Linked DNA regions of Oryctolagus cuniculus: region 2 is linked to region 1. A link is a contact called in public Micro-C data. All regions are on one chromosome and are shown on one strand. The core of a region is the stretch at or near the end of the contact, and the rest is flanking DNA. Distances in the headings are between cores, read along the strand shown.

Region 1 (6,489 bases), core at 1,854-4,353:
CTCTTTCAAAGGGCTGCTGACAAGGACGGCAGTCTGTGTTTCTGATTGGATTATTCAATTTGACATATTAGCAAAAGACAGTAAAACGTGTTTCAACTTCTAGTTACATAACCACAAAAAATTCTTGTTGAATTCTTATTTAAAGCATAAATATCAGCAGCATACAAGTTCAAATCTTTCCCTTCAGTCCTTGAGTCTGAGCCCCGACAGTCCCTCACCAGCTCCTTTTTTTTGAGTAAACATTCTTTCCAGTAACCTGGGTAAATATGCATTCATAGGAGCAGCCGTCTGAACAGCCGTTCTCTACAATAAATGAACCTCCTATTAGTACCCAAATTATATTACAGAAAGGAGAATAACAAAAGGCATCAGAATATTTCTCCCCATGGAAAACAAAAATGAAAAGTTCCTATTGACCCCATGAGTAAGCTGCTAATTAAAGGACTGATTTGGGAAAGAGTGTCTTCTGAAGTCTTCAAGGACTTTTAAAAAATTAAGAGAGTTTGGCAGTAGAAATTTCCAACGTGAAGGAACATCTTTGTTTCACTTTTAAGCTTTTTTATAGAATACGTAAAGAGCTGCAAAAATGAAAGCATCTTAATATTGCAGGTCAGCATTAGCCAAAACAAGGAAAGGAGATGGAGAGGTAAGCTGAAATGCTCTCTGGATTTCCTATCTGACATTCTCTGTGACTTCCTTAAATTTAAATACAGGATGAGCTTGAAATCATTCATCATCATCAGGATTCAGATGAGCCTAATGTGTATACGCGAAAATGTTTAAAGCACCTGAACTTAGGAACCAATTTATTTTTTCCTTCTTATTTCCAAAACAATTTATTTCCGAATTTCTGAAGCAAATAATACTGCAGGTGCTTCCTGCCGGCTGTGAGGAACGTTCTATTTAGGGCCAACACCAGGGAGCAACACATTTCACCTCCTCTCTCTTCCTGCTGGTTTCTAATGTGTTACTGGAAACCTGGGTTCGATGAGACAGCCTTTACTATGCCTATCAATTTATTTCTGTTATTTCCTCAGCCATACGTCTCTATAAAATAATGGAGCAGTTTCCAAAGCCACAGAAATTCAGACCTTCCATGGGAAACTTACTTTAGTTTGCTTTGGTCTGTTTTTGTTTTTCTTTTTTTCTACCCACCCCCCCTTTCCTAACATCCAAATCCTAGTCTGATATGAACGTGAGTTTTGAGCCTGAAGAAACTCGGTTTTGGAAAAAAAAAAAAAAAAAAAAGCCATTTTCTAGACAAGCAGGTAATTTGGGAACTGAAACCCTTGTCAAAGTTCTGCACTTCCCAAAAAGTTACTTGTAATCTAAAAGGTAATTGAAGGTGCCACTGTGGTCATTTATGCAGCAATTTAATAGCAACTTGAACCAGGAGTTTTTTGAAACTCATGTCTAGCTGTTTGGTTTCCTCTGTCTTGAGTTTTAACTGTAAAAATTTAAACTGAAAATAAGACAATGAAGTGTCTCTGTGGAGGTGGAATGCCCGCAGCACGTGAAGTCATTAGCAGATCAGATACCCGCTTTGGGGACAGGATGCAGACACAGAGTCCAGGGTCGGGTCTCCCCACAGGCAAAGTGAGCTGCCCTCCCGAGCCAGCTTTCAGTTCACAGAAAATCAATTCTGCTGTCGCTATGAAAGGAACATGAAGAGGAGAGAGAGAGAGGAATTAAGGGGACCGTCGGGATAAGAGACAGTGTTGAGAAGGAAGAACCTGTCCCATTGTTGTGTTCCATCCCTGTCTTCTGAACAGAACTCAGCGAAGACAACACACATACAGAAACACCCTAGTGACTCTGCCCCAGGGGGTTCTAGAAGCACTCAGCTGTCTTTGGAGCCACAGTCAAGGCACAAAGCCATGAGCCTGCGCCCGCAGCACTGCAGGTCTCTGGTCCTGCGTGGGAAGAGGGTGTCGGGTCCCGGCAGAACACTGAACCTGAGCACTCCAGAGACATCCTTTCTGGAATAGAAATTTAATTTTCAGGGCATTTTAGTTAGCAAACAAATAAGCTGATCTGATCTGGGTATCGGACATGCTGTTTTAAAAATTAACAGTATTTTCAGGAAAACCCTCAGGTTTTCAATTTGAAATATCCTAACTCACTTGAAGTCTGAAATTATCAATCGGGTGACCTTTCTGTAACGTGATTTGTAAATACCCGGGAAAATGTGAAATGCACACAGCCTTCCACTCCAAAAATGCCACTGTTGGGTTGGAAGTTATCCAACATCTATGTTCACATAAGCACACAGCAGCATTAACCTCAGGACTTGCACTGTGCCAGTGTTTGTAATAGCAGAAAACGGGAGACAAGCGACACGTCCACTGAGAGGACGTAGGTTCCCTCGATGATGGTGCATTCATACCATGGAATACTGTGCAACTGCTGAAAATAAGAGGAAGAGCCGGGTGGTCCCATAAATATATAAAGGGCTACACAAAAAGACCCCAAGTATCAGATCTAAAAAAAAAAAAAAAAAAAAAAGCAAAATGCATAGCAGAAGGTACCGTCCAGTACAATTTGAGAGTGCTTTTGAAAAAAAAGATTCAAATAGATACATTCTCAAAATCCTGGCAGAATAAATAAATAAATAAATAAACGTCTACCCATGGTTACTTCTTTGGGGGATGGGGAGGGTAGGGGTTTGGTCATCTTACTTTCCACGTCGTACCCTTGTGAACTGACTGGGTTTTTGACTACAGCACGTTGGAGAAAAACTGGGGGGAAAAAAAGAGCTCATAAGAAAAGGTGATTATTTACCCTGCGCTAACAAAAACAAGAACGGATGCGCCTGGAGGAGCCTCGCCCCGGCCTCCCAGAAAGCCCGGTGAGGAAGTTAACCCGTTCGGCAGGGGGCAAAGCTGTGAAAGCCAGGCGCGCGCTCGCACTCGTCTGGCGCGCTTCCCAGAGGGAACTCGTTGACGTGGGTCCGCCGGCAAGCGTGTCCTTCTTGCGAGGCCGCCTTACATAAGGTCCTGCGGGAGCCGCCACGGGTCTGGGAGGAGCCGCCACGCCACGGCCGCGCCTGGGCTCCGCGCAGCAGCCCGGCTCCAGACAAAGAGCTCCGGCTGCCGGGCTCGGCGGCGACGTGCGCCCTTGCCTCTGCGCCGCCCGGGCGCACGTCGCCGCCGCCCCGGACGCGGGAGCCAGACCGCGGCCGGACGAAGTTCTCAGGCAGAGAGATCGCGAAGTGTGCGCGCCTCCTCTTCCAGCTCTCTTTGCTTTTTCATTCCCCTTAGCTCATTCCTAGAAATATCTACCCTGGCTAATTCGTTCCTGTTCTTGTATAATAGATGTAAACTCAGGTCAAGTTCAAGTCGCTTCCAGTCTGTCTTGCTAAACCTTGTGGGTGTTTTTTTTTCTTTCCTTTTTTTTTTTTTAACCTCCTGTTGTTAGTTACTATAAAAGATCCTTAGCTGATGCTCCATTAACCTGCTGATGAAATTCACCTCTTCTGAAAAAGCTGGGTTTGAAGGTCTGGAGCTTAAACACTTCTTCCAAATCTAAAATGTCTAAAGCAGTACAATTTTAGAGCACTTTTTAAACTTTTTTTTTTTTTACTTTTGCTCCAAGAGTATTCTGAGACTTAACTGCACGACCAACAAGTAAAAACTTGTTACTCCACCCATTAGCATTAGGGAGAAGCCAGTTCAGTTTAAAGAAGGAACTTCGCATTACCAGGCACTTTCTCTCCCTCTCTCTCTCTCTCTCTCTCTCTCTCTCTCTCTCTCTCTCTCACTTGCTCGGAAATATTTACCATATAAATGCAGAAAAGGACTGTGATTAGCATGTGTGAGCTGGGCAGGAAGCTTTCAACAGTGCCATTCTTCCAGACCCAGTTCTCCCGCGCCAGCCATCTAAAGACAGCAAGAACCGTAAACAGCAATCAAACCTCCAGGTTAACCCCAGAGTCCTGTCTCTGGTTACCAGACCGGGAAATGTTAGAAAAACAATGGGGAAGCGGGGAGATGGGACCTTTTTCTTAAAAAAAAAAAAAAAAAGTGGGAGCTGGTCGTCCATCCACAGCTAAACCTGCGTGTTCCTGTATCGATAACTCTCTCAAGTCCAGAAACTTGCCTGTTTTTGTGAGAGCAGGCACTCTGTCGGCCGGTTCAGCTTTGGCACTCACAGGAGGGGCTGTTAACAGCCCTCAGAAGTGAAGTTCCTTTATTCCTTCTGCTACTTGGGAAAAAGTTTCTTGACAAAGTTCTAATAACATCAAGTTCCTACAAATCAACTTGGAAACATCTTAAATGTGTTTTTCCTAGGAAAAAAAAAAAAGTGCCAGCCATCAATTTTATCTGGTAACATCAAAATACATCAGACCGCAGAACTGTACATTCCTGACCTCACAAGAAGCCTGGCTAGGCGTGTCAGGCAGAGCAAACCCGGGGCTCTGCAGTCTGCAACCTGAGCAGCCATGCTGACATCAGCTGTGTCACCTTGAACACAGTAATGACGGTGTAAGCTGCAAACCCATCTTCTGAGCTTCCGGTTTAAGATCACCTAGGTGCGATGGGTGCTGTGGCACAGCGGTGAAGCCATTGCTTTGAGAGGCCTTTATCCCATATCTGAGTGCTTGGGATGCAGTCCTGCCTCTCTGCTAATGCACACCCTGGGAGGCAGAAGAGGATTCCGCAAGTACTTGGGTCCCTGCTATCCATGTGGGAGACCAAGGTCTAGTTCCTGCTGGCTCCTGACTTCAGCCTGGCCCAGCCTAGTTGTTCAGCATTGAAGGAGCGAATCAGCAGATGAAAGATCTCTCTCAAATAAACTTCCTAAAAAAGTACAAAATAAAAATGTTTACATAGGAGCAGGTGTTTGGTGCAGTAGTTAAGTAGCCACTTGGGATGCTAGCAACCCATATTGGAGTGCCTGGGTTCAAGGTGTACCTGCACTTCGGATTCCAGCTTCCTCCCAGTGTGCAACCTGAAAGTCAGTAGGCGATGGCTCAAGTAGCTGGGTCCTTCTCATGTGGGAAACCTAGATGGAGTTCAGGCTGACTCTTGGCTTTGGCCTGGCCCAGCGCCAGCCATCCCTGGCATTTGGGAAGTGAACCAGCAGAAGAAAGCTCTCTCTACTCTCCACCCCCTTGCCTCTCAAGCAAATTTTTTAAATAATGTTTTTAAAGATGTACTTATTTACTTGAAAAGCAAAGAGAGAGAGAGAGGTAGAAAGAGAGGGAGAGAGAAGTCTTCCATCTGCTGGTTCACTCTCCAAATGGCTGCAAGGGCCAGAGCTGGGCCAATCTAAAGCCAGGAGCCAGGAGCTTCTTCCAGGTCTCCCACATGGGTGCAGGGGCCTGGGGACTTGGGCCATCTTTCGCTGCCTCCCTAGGCCATAGTAGAGAGCTGGATCGGAAGTGGTGCAGCAGTGGTGCACTTATGGGATGCTGGCACTGCAGGCGATGGCTTTACTGGCTGCACCACAGCACCGGACCCTCAAGTAGATTTTTTAAAAAGATGAAAAGAAAGGAAAAGTGTAGGTCTGGCATGTGCAGATGAGATGAACAAAGGATGGCTGTTTCGAGTCTACCTTTCCAGAGCACTGGATTTTTTTAAACCACACTACATGTTGTTCTTGGACAAAAGTGGAAGAGGTGAATACTGATAGCAACAGATAGGAAAGGACAATCATGATAAGCACAGGAAGAATTTGACTCCAGCCAGAAACCTGATGGGGCAGAGGGGTGTGTGCAAACCCCTCCTTCGGTGTAATGCCCCTAATCTATCAGCAAGTTCACTCTCCCCAGCATCTCCCACAGATGCTGCCGCCTCCTCTTCCTCCCCATTACTGCCCCAGGCTGCACGGGACTGCCTTGTCACTCATCTTCTTCAGGTGCATGAATTCTGACCTCCTATGACCCCTTTGGCAGTCTGCAAAGACTTTGAGCCGCTACTCAGAAGAGTGTGCTTAACTCATAAAAACATTAATTAATCAAATGTATCCATAGCCCTAACATCTGCGCGAATTTTGGCTTAGTAAAAAGAACCAAAGGTATTTTAGGTATAACCACCATGATATTAATATCAAAATGCTAGATGTCTATTGGTGATAAGCTCACATCTTCTGCTAATTCTACTGCAATTTGTTGTCTAGATTCCTATTAGAAGGAAACACTTAATTTCAGCTTACGGGATGGTGACAATAGCAATTAACTTTTTTCCTACCCGAGTTCACAGATCCCAGCCATTCTATTCATGGATCCCTTGCAAGTCCAGGGATCAGGTTAAGAAGGGTCATGTCCCTACAGGGCAGGCTCCACAGTGCCACAGAATCTGATACTGTCACCCTCTTGCTTAAGAGCTTTCAATAGCTCCCTTACTTCCCAGGAAAAATACAAACTCTTCTGAAAGGCAAGCAGTCTTTAGTGCTCTGGTTTGTTAGCCAGGCCAACTCATGTTTTAAGTAGCAAGTCAAAAGCTGCCTCTCCTCTGAGGACTGCTCTGATTTCCTGGAGCAGACCGA
Region 2 (6,049 bases), core at 2,615-5,114, 160 kb before region 1:
TCTTCATGATCAAATGTTTCCATTTTGGAAAAAAAAAAAAAAAAAGATCAGGTTCAGCTAAGCATGCCCACAGGATCTGTGGGGAAGTCTGCAGCTTCCGGAAAGAACAGCTACCGTTAGAGCTCTCTGCACCAAGGAGCATGCTGGAATACTACAACATCGACCAAGGAGAAGAGGGGTAACACTAGGAATCCCCTGAGCTGCTTCCACGCTGTCACACTGTTCACTTGTATTTCTGCCAAAGTTCAAAGTTAACCTTTCCAGCTGAAGAAAAGCTTCAAATGGCTCCTTCTCAGCACGAGGGAAAAATCCCAACCTTCTTACAGTCACCATACAAATGTGATGAGTGCTACAGCTGATTCATTTTCTCCCATTTTGTTGTGGCTGCTAGGAAATCCAGAGCCAAGTGGACAGCCTATCTCCAGCACCTGTGTAGAGTTTGATCCCACATATTCTTTGCCCTAACCCCACTCCTCCCAGCCTTGTTATTTTTCTTCAAGTCTTGTTTTCCTTTTGCTCTAATTTCTTCATCTATTTATTTTAGGGGGAGGGGAGGATATATGTCTTGTAAATTTGCTTAATATCCTTTTATAATAAGGTGGAGCAAGGATAAATAGACAAATAAGTAATTGTGCACTTAATAATACACTGGCATGGGTCCATTAACTTCCAGCTGTAAACACTTCAGCAATAACAGAACTCTAAATCATTCTACTTGATTAATTACGCAGATGCTGAGCCATAATTAAAACTTTCTATACCAAAATGTCCATGACAAGCATTCATGAAAATCATCATAAATCAAGGGCAGCAAAAGAAGTGCCTCTGCTACACTGTGTGTTTCAAATACACAGTCACCGGAGACATACAGCAAAAATGTGGCCAGTACACTGCCGTGAGGGCTCACGGGGTAGCAGGTTCAAGTCTCAGCACACCTGCAGCCTAAGCGCCCACCTCATAGCTCCAGACCACTGGTCACTTCCCCATAGCACCACTCCCGAGCACAGCCTTTAGAGATCCCCATTTCTCTCCTTCTACTTGGCCTCCTACTTGCTGGAGTTACTAAGTAACGGGAGAGTCATTGAAAGGATATGGGGAAGTCCTTGAGAGTTTTCATAAAACTCCCCCTAAGAGCCAAATACTCCTGCTGCTTTCTGTTCTACCCTCACATTTGTTGAGCACCCTTTTATGCCCCTTTCAGTTGTTCTAAAACTCTGGAATTTTCCCATATACAATTCATACTTCTGAATGAGTGTCAGCTAAATTTTCTGAAAGTGAAACATTAGAACTTAGGTAACAAATGGTAGTCAAGATTCATAAATAGTAAATTAGAATATACACACAGATCTGCTTTCTGTTCCCTCTATCTAAAACAAGGTGGAAGAACCATGCAGCTTTACAAGAAGTAACGAGAATGTTTACAGGTGGCCTCCAACTACAAAGTTGCCAGTACATTAAAAAAAAATTCTAATAATTCTAATAATCAGCTAGGTCAGGGAATCTGGGGTCTTACCCAATTTGGATTCTAGTGGAATTAGTTTTCAATATATCAAAAACTCTCTAAGGCTAAAATTAGAGTGCAGAGGAAAGGCATTCTTTTTTGTTTTTAAGATTTATTTGAAGGCAGAGTTACAGAGAGGAGAGACAGAACTCATCCATCCATAGTTGAATTATCTTTGAATATATATATTAAAAAAAACTCCCCAAGACTAAAATCAGAAAAGAATCCTTTTAAAGAACATTATATATATATTTATATATATATAAACTTTGGCACTATAAACTGACTTCCACCTGATACAATTCTATTATGTGACACCAAAAACAATGCAAGAAGATTGGGGAAAATGTTGCAAAATGGAAGTTTGAGATTAAATAATAACAATTTATTGTGAATGTTTATTATTTTATTAAGCTTTGAAAAATGATTTATAGGTACCATTTGTATTACCTGAGTTTTTAATTTTAATGGTACCTTACAAAATTATGAGAGTTAAAATGCTTAACAATCTCTTTTAAATGATGAATTATGGCTGTTGCCATCATAGGCAAGCTGTATCTATAGGGGTGTGGTAAGCAGAATTCCAAAGACATCCCCCCTAAAAGTTCCATCCCCTGGTTATTCAATCAAACACTTAACCAAGTACCTCTCAATTGACCAGAGAGATTAACTGGTATTATTCAGGCGGCCCAATATAATCGCAGGAGTCCTTTAAAAGCAGAACAGGGAAACCAGAAGGAGAAGGTAGGGAGACTTGAAGGGAATTCCACATGCTGCTGCTAGCTTTAAAGAGGAGGGGGCAGCCCTGCCAGACAGCCTAGGCTAACAGCTAGCTAGCAAGGAAAACGGGAACCCGCACCCCATCCAACAACCAGGAGAAATGAGATTCTGCCAAGGAGTCTACAAGATGGTCTCCAAAGACCTTTGCATAAAAGTCTAGGCCTTCTGCTGCTGCTTCATGAGGCCCAAGCACGCAGCCCAGAAAAGCCATATTGTGCCGAAATTTCTGAACCACAGAAACAGCGAGAAAATAAATGGATACTGTCCTATGCCGTTAAGTTTGTGGTAACTTACTATGGCAGCAATATAAAACTAATAACGAGGACTAAGGCAACAAAGAACCAAAAACGAGCACTTACGAATCTGTTAAACTCATTTATCTTTAATGATTTTAGCTACAGTACAATAAGTTACATAGAAACTAAAAAACAAAACAAAAAAAACCTACCTTAGCTGATGAGGATTAGTGTGAAATCATCAAAGTTTTTAAAATTAAAAAATGTTGCTAACATTTTATTGCATAATCTCAAGCAGTACCTTAAAATCAGCAATTTTGACATTGTTTCTATGCTATTCAAAAGAAAATTCATAAAATATAAAGCCAGAATTTGGAGCCCTAAATGTAGTTATCAGTCCCTTAATCCAAGAACACGTTCGTCTTATGGTCTTCAAATATGTAAGCCCTCATCACAATATAGGCGTTATTTCAGGTGTTTTTGTTTTTAAGGGAAGACAAGAACGATTACAGAGAAGTCAATTTTATATAAAGAAAAACATTCTAACAATTGGAGCTCATCAGCAAAGGAATTGGCTGCCTCAAAAATAAAAAACTGCCTGAAATATTAGAGCCGGGATTCCTAGAACTCCGTGGAACACCGGGTCTGAAGGACCTCCACACTCCAGACCACCGTCAGCTTCAGATCGCGGGCAGTTCTGGCTCTAGCAGACAAGGGACAAGGAGGTCTCTCTTCCTCTGAAGGCCCCGGGGAGCTCCTGTCACTTCGGCCTCAGGTAGCAAGGACAGTTCTTGGCAAGACCGATGACTAGCACTAAAGGAATGGCATACCCTATTCTAAAACGAAACTATTTTATAAGGGCCGACTTTTATCTTTAATTCTTCTGCAGAATTCCTTTTCAAAAGGCAAGTTCCGTGTCGCCTAGCAGTCTGCGATGGCAGCTGAGACCCGGGAGAGAGGCCTGGCCCGCCAGGGACTTCTGGCCCGTTCAGGATCTGGACTCAAACAAACACCTGACTAGCAGGACGGTCTGCAACCCTTCCAAACAAAAATCTACGGAACGGGCTCATCACAAGGGCGCGGGCGACTTCCCAGCAACCTGGCACTGCTGACTGACCGAAGCCGGGCAGCGGGCTGTCGCGGGGAACGCTGTTTTTCCGCGGTATTCTCTTTCCTAAACACAAACGCCAAGTGTTGATGCGAGATTCACGTTTCCTTCAAGTTCACGCTGGGCTGCGTTTGTTTCCTTGAGTTCCCCTGGTTTTGGTGAAGTGAGGACGAGCCAATCACTTCGTATTTACATTTCACGAGAGCCCAACTGGACAAATGAAAATAAACACTCCTTTCGAGCGTACCCCTAGTCGCCCGGTGCGCTCTGCGCCACAGGCGAGGGACACGAGGAGCGGCCGGAGGGACACGAGGAGCGGCCGGACGCCCTTGGGCGCGGGGACGCGGGGCTGTGCGCCCCCGCCGAGCGCTCTGGCTTATCTGCTCCTCGCACAGCGCCACCGCGCACACCAGTTCCTAGAGAAGGGATTCCGAGAAAAAAGAAAGAGCCCGGCTCCCTAGAAACATTAAATTAACACAAGGGATCTGGAAACGAAACAGCAGATGCCTGAAAGCCTCCCCCTTGACAGTTTCCTGCCTTCTTGGAAAATCTTTGCATTAAAATAGATTGGATTACCCGGCTCGGCCAGATGCAGCACAGAACTTCATTTGGGACTGACATGAAAGCAAAGTTTGCCATCTTTTAAGGAGATTTTTCCTTTCCGAGCGGGTTTGAAGAGTACCTTCGTGTTATTGAGACCCGCAAGGAACTGCAGCTGGGGCTCTGGGCAGTACAATACAGAACTTTCCAGCACACTGACTTGCAAATCAGATAACAGAAGTCGAGGAGTGCAAAGAGTTCGGAGGAGAGAAAGGTGTGGCAGAGAATGGCACTAGGAGTTCAGAATGGGAGATTACTGTCTTCCGGAAGAGCCTAGAAAGCACGGTCCAGCACTCATTTCACAGAGGAGAAAAATGTTAATTTTACTTCTAAGCTACTTCACCCATAGCCTTGAGAACACGACAGAATCCAAGCATCTTAAAGCATTTACAGAGTCACAAACAGAAGCAGAAAGGCTCTGTGTAATATTTCATCAGACTCCTCTCTTTCAAAACTCCACGAACGAGCCACCATCGACCCTGGCTGCGAATTAATCACACACTATATAATTTGCAAATTCAAACCAACACTAATAACCTCAGAATAGCGGGCCTTAAGCATAGAGTGTCATCCTAACTTCTGTATTTAAATGATTCTAGTAGCTGAAAATTAGATCCAGAGCTTACTAGGAGGTATCAGGGTTTTACAGAGGAAATAAAAGCTTTTATTGTAGTAAAAACACACCATATTTTACTGTAGTAAAAGCACTGTTCTTGATATTTTGACTTCTTCATTTCATGATAACTTCTATGGAGGGACTCCACAGTCCTTAGCCACCGTCTTACGTGTGTCATGCTTTCTAGTAAACAACACGACAGTCTGCAGTCCTCACAGAGTTGTCACCATTTATCCCAAATTTGGATGTATGAGATGGGGGAGGGGGGAGCAGATTTCAAGATACTCTAAGCAAAAATAAACTCAATAATATCTTTGCCTACGCATGAAAGCAACAAAACTCATCCTAAAGCTACACAGTCCGGCAAAATCCTTTCATCTGTAATAAAGCACATATTCATTCAGCTCCATGAGAATAGCAACCCTAAGTGTTTCTGTTTCAAAAACAGCTCACAGGGGATACTCAAAAACTATCACCCCTCTCTGTCAGATGAGAAAATAAAGGGCAATTTCATAGTAACTTTGGTGCTTTCTAACTTAATTACTGCCCTTAAAGAAAACCCAGTATGATTTTTAAGTGTTTATAAGAAAGCAAAGGAAAATGCTGCAAAAATTATTTGGCTGGCAGGCCACAGAGAAAGCCGGAATTTTTGCAGGACTCACCAAACTACAGAGCTGTTTTAAAACCGAAAGTCAAACAGTTTTTAACAGGTATTATGTGGTTTATACAACAAAATTATCAAACATACTTTTTTTATAGATTTATTTTCTAAACTATAACAAGCAGTTATACAGAAAAACAAGTCAACTGCTATATTCTGTAGCAAGAACAAAAAACTAATCATAATCATTTTTTTTAAATCCAGAGAATTTCAAAATCATCATGAGTGATTACATGAAACTCCTATATTTTCAGTTACATCTTGATGTAAACAAAATGGGTTTCAAAGAAATATATTCCACTCCATCTGAAATATATTCCACTCCATCTTATTTTCATGTTCTAACCATGGTAACAATCAAGAATGATGACAACCAAAAATATATTCATCTAGATATCTCCCTTTAAGATTTTTTTAATTAAAAACAAAACCTTTGGTAAACACAGCATTACAAAGATAAACAATTAAACAAGTCCGCTCTAAAATTATTTTTCTTTCAAAAACATTAATCTTAATGGCGTAGAAAAATTTGGAGAGCTTATGATGC

What was found. A called contact is a pair of places that touch in the nucleus more often than the background predicts.
Region 2: a contact with region 1 is called in a Micro-C map of ear pinna, with 3 times the contacts expected there. The contact joins two enhancer-like sites. A contact is called at or near these places in 3 of 6 Hi-C or Micro-C datasets (ear pinna, psoas muscle and an unstated tissue).

The regions. Positions count from the first base shown.
Region 1 is chr11:96,546,200-96,552,688 of mOryCun1.1, reverse strand. No RefSeq gene overlaps it. Among named protein-coding and RNA genes, the nearest start is that of SOCS2, 42 kb to the right of the region's middle. Within about 2 kb of position 3,103, at least 5 of the 8 cell types and tissues checked have an H3K27ac peak or open chromatin away from gene starts, as enhancers often do. A contact at or near this core is called in ear pinna, where this site is marked.
Region 2 is chr11:96,704,691-96,710,739 of mOryCun1.1, reverse strand. All of the region lies in intron 4 of CRADD (CASP2 and RIPK1 domain containing adaptor with death domain), which reads right to left. Among named protein-coding and RNA genes, the nearest start is that of CRADD, 110 kb to the right of the region's middle. Within about 2 kb of position 3,864, at least 7 of the 8 cell types and tissues checked have an H3K27ac peak or open chromatin away from gene starts, as enhancers often do. A contact at or near this core is called in ear pinna, where this site is marked.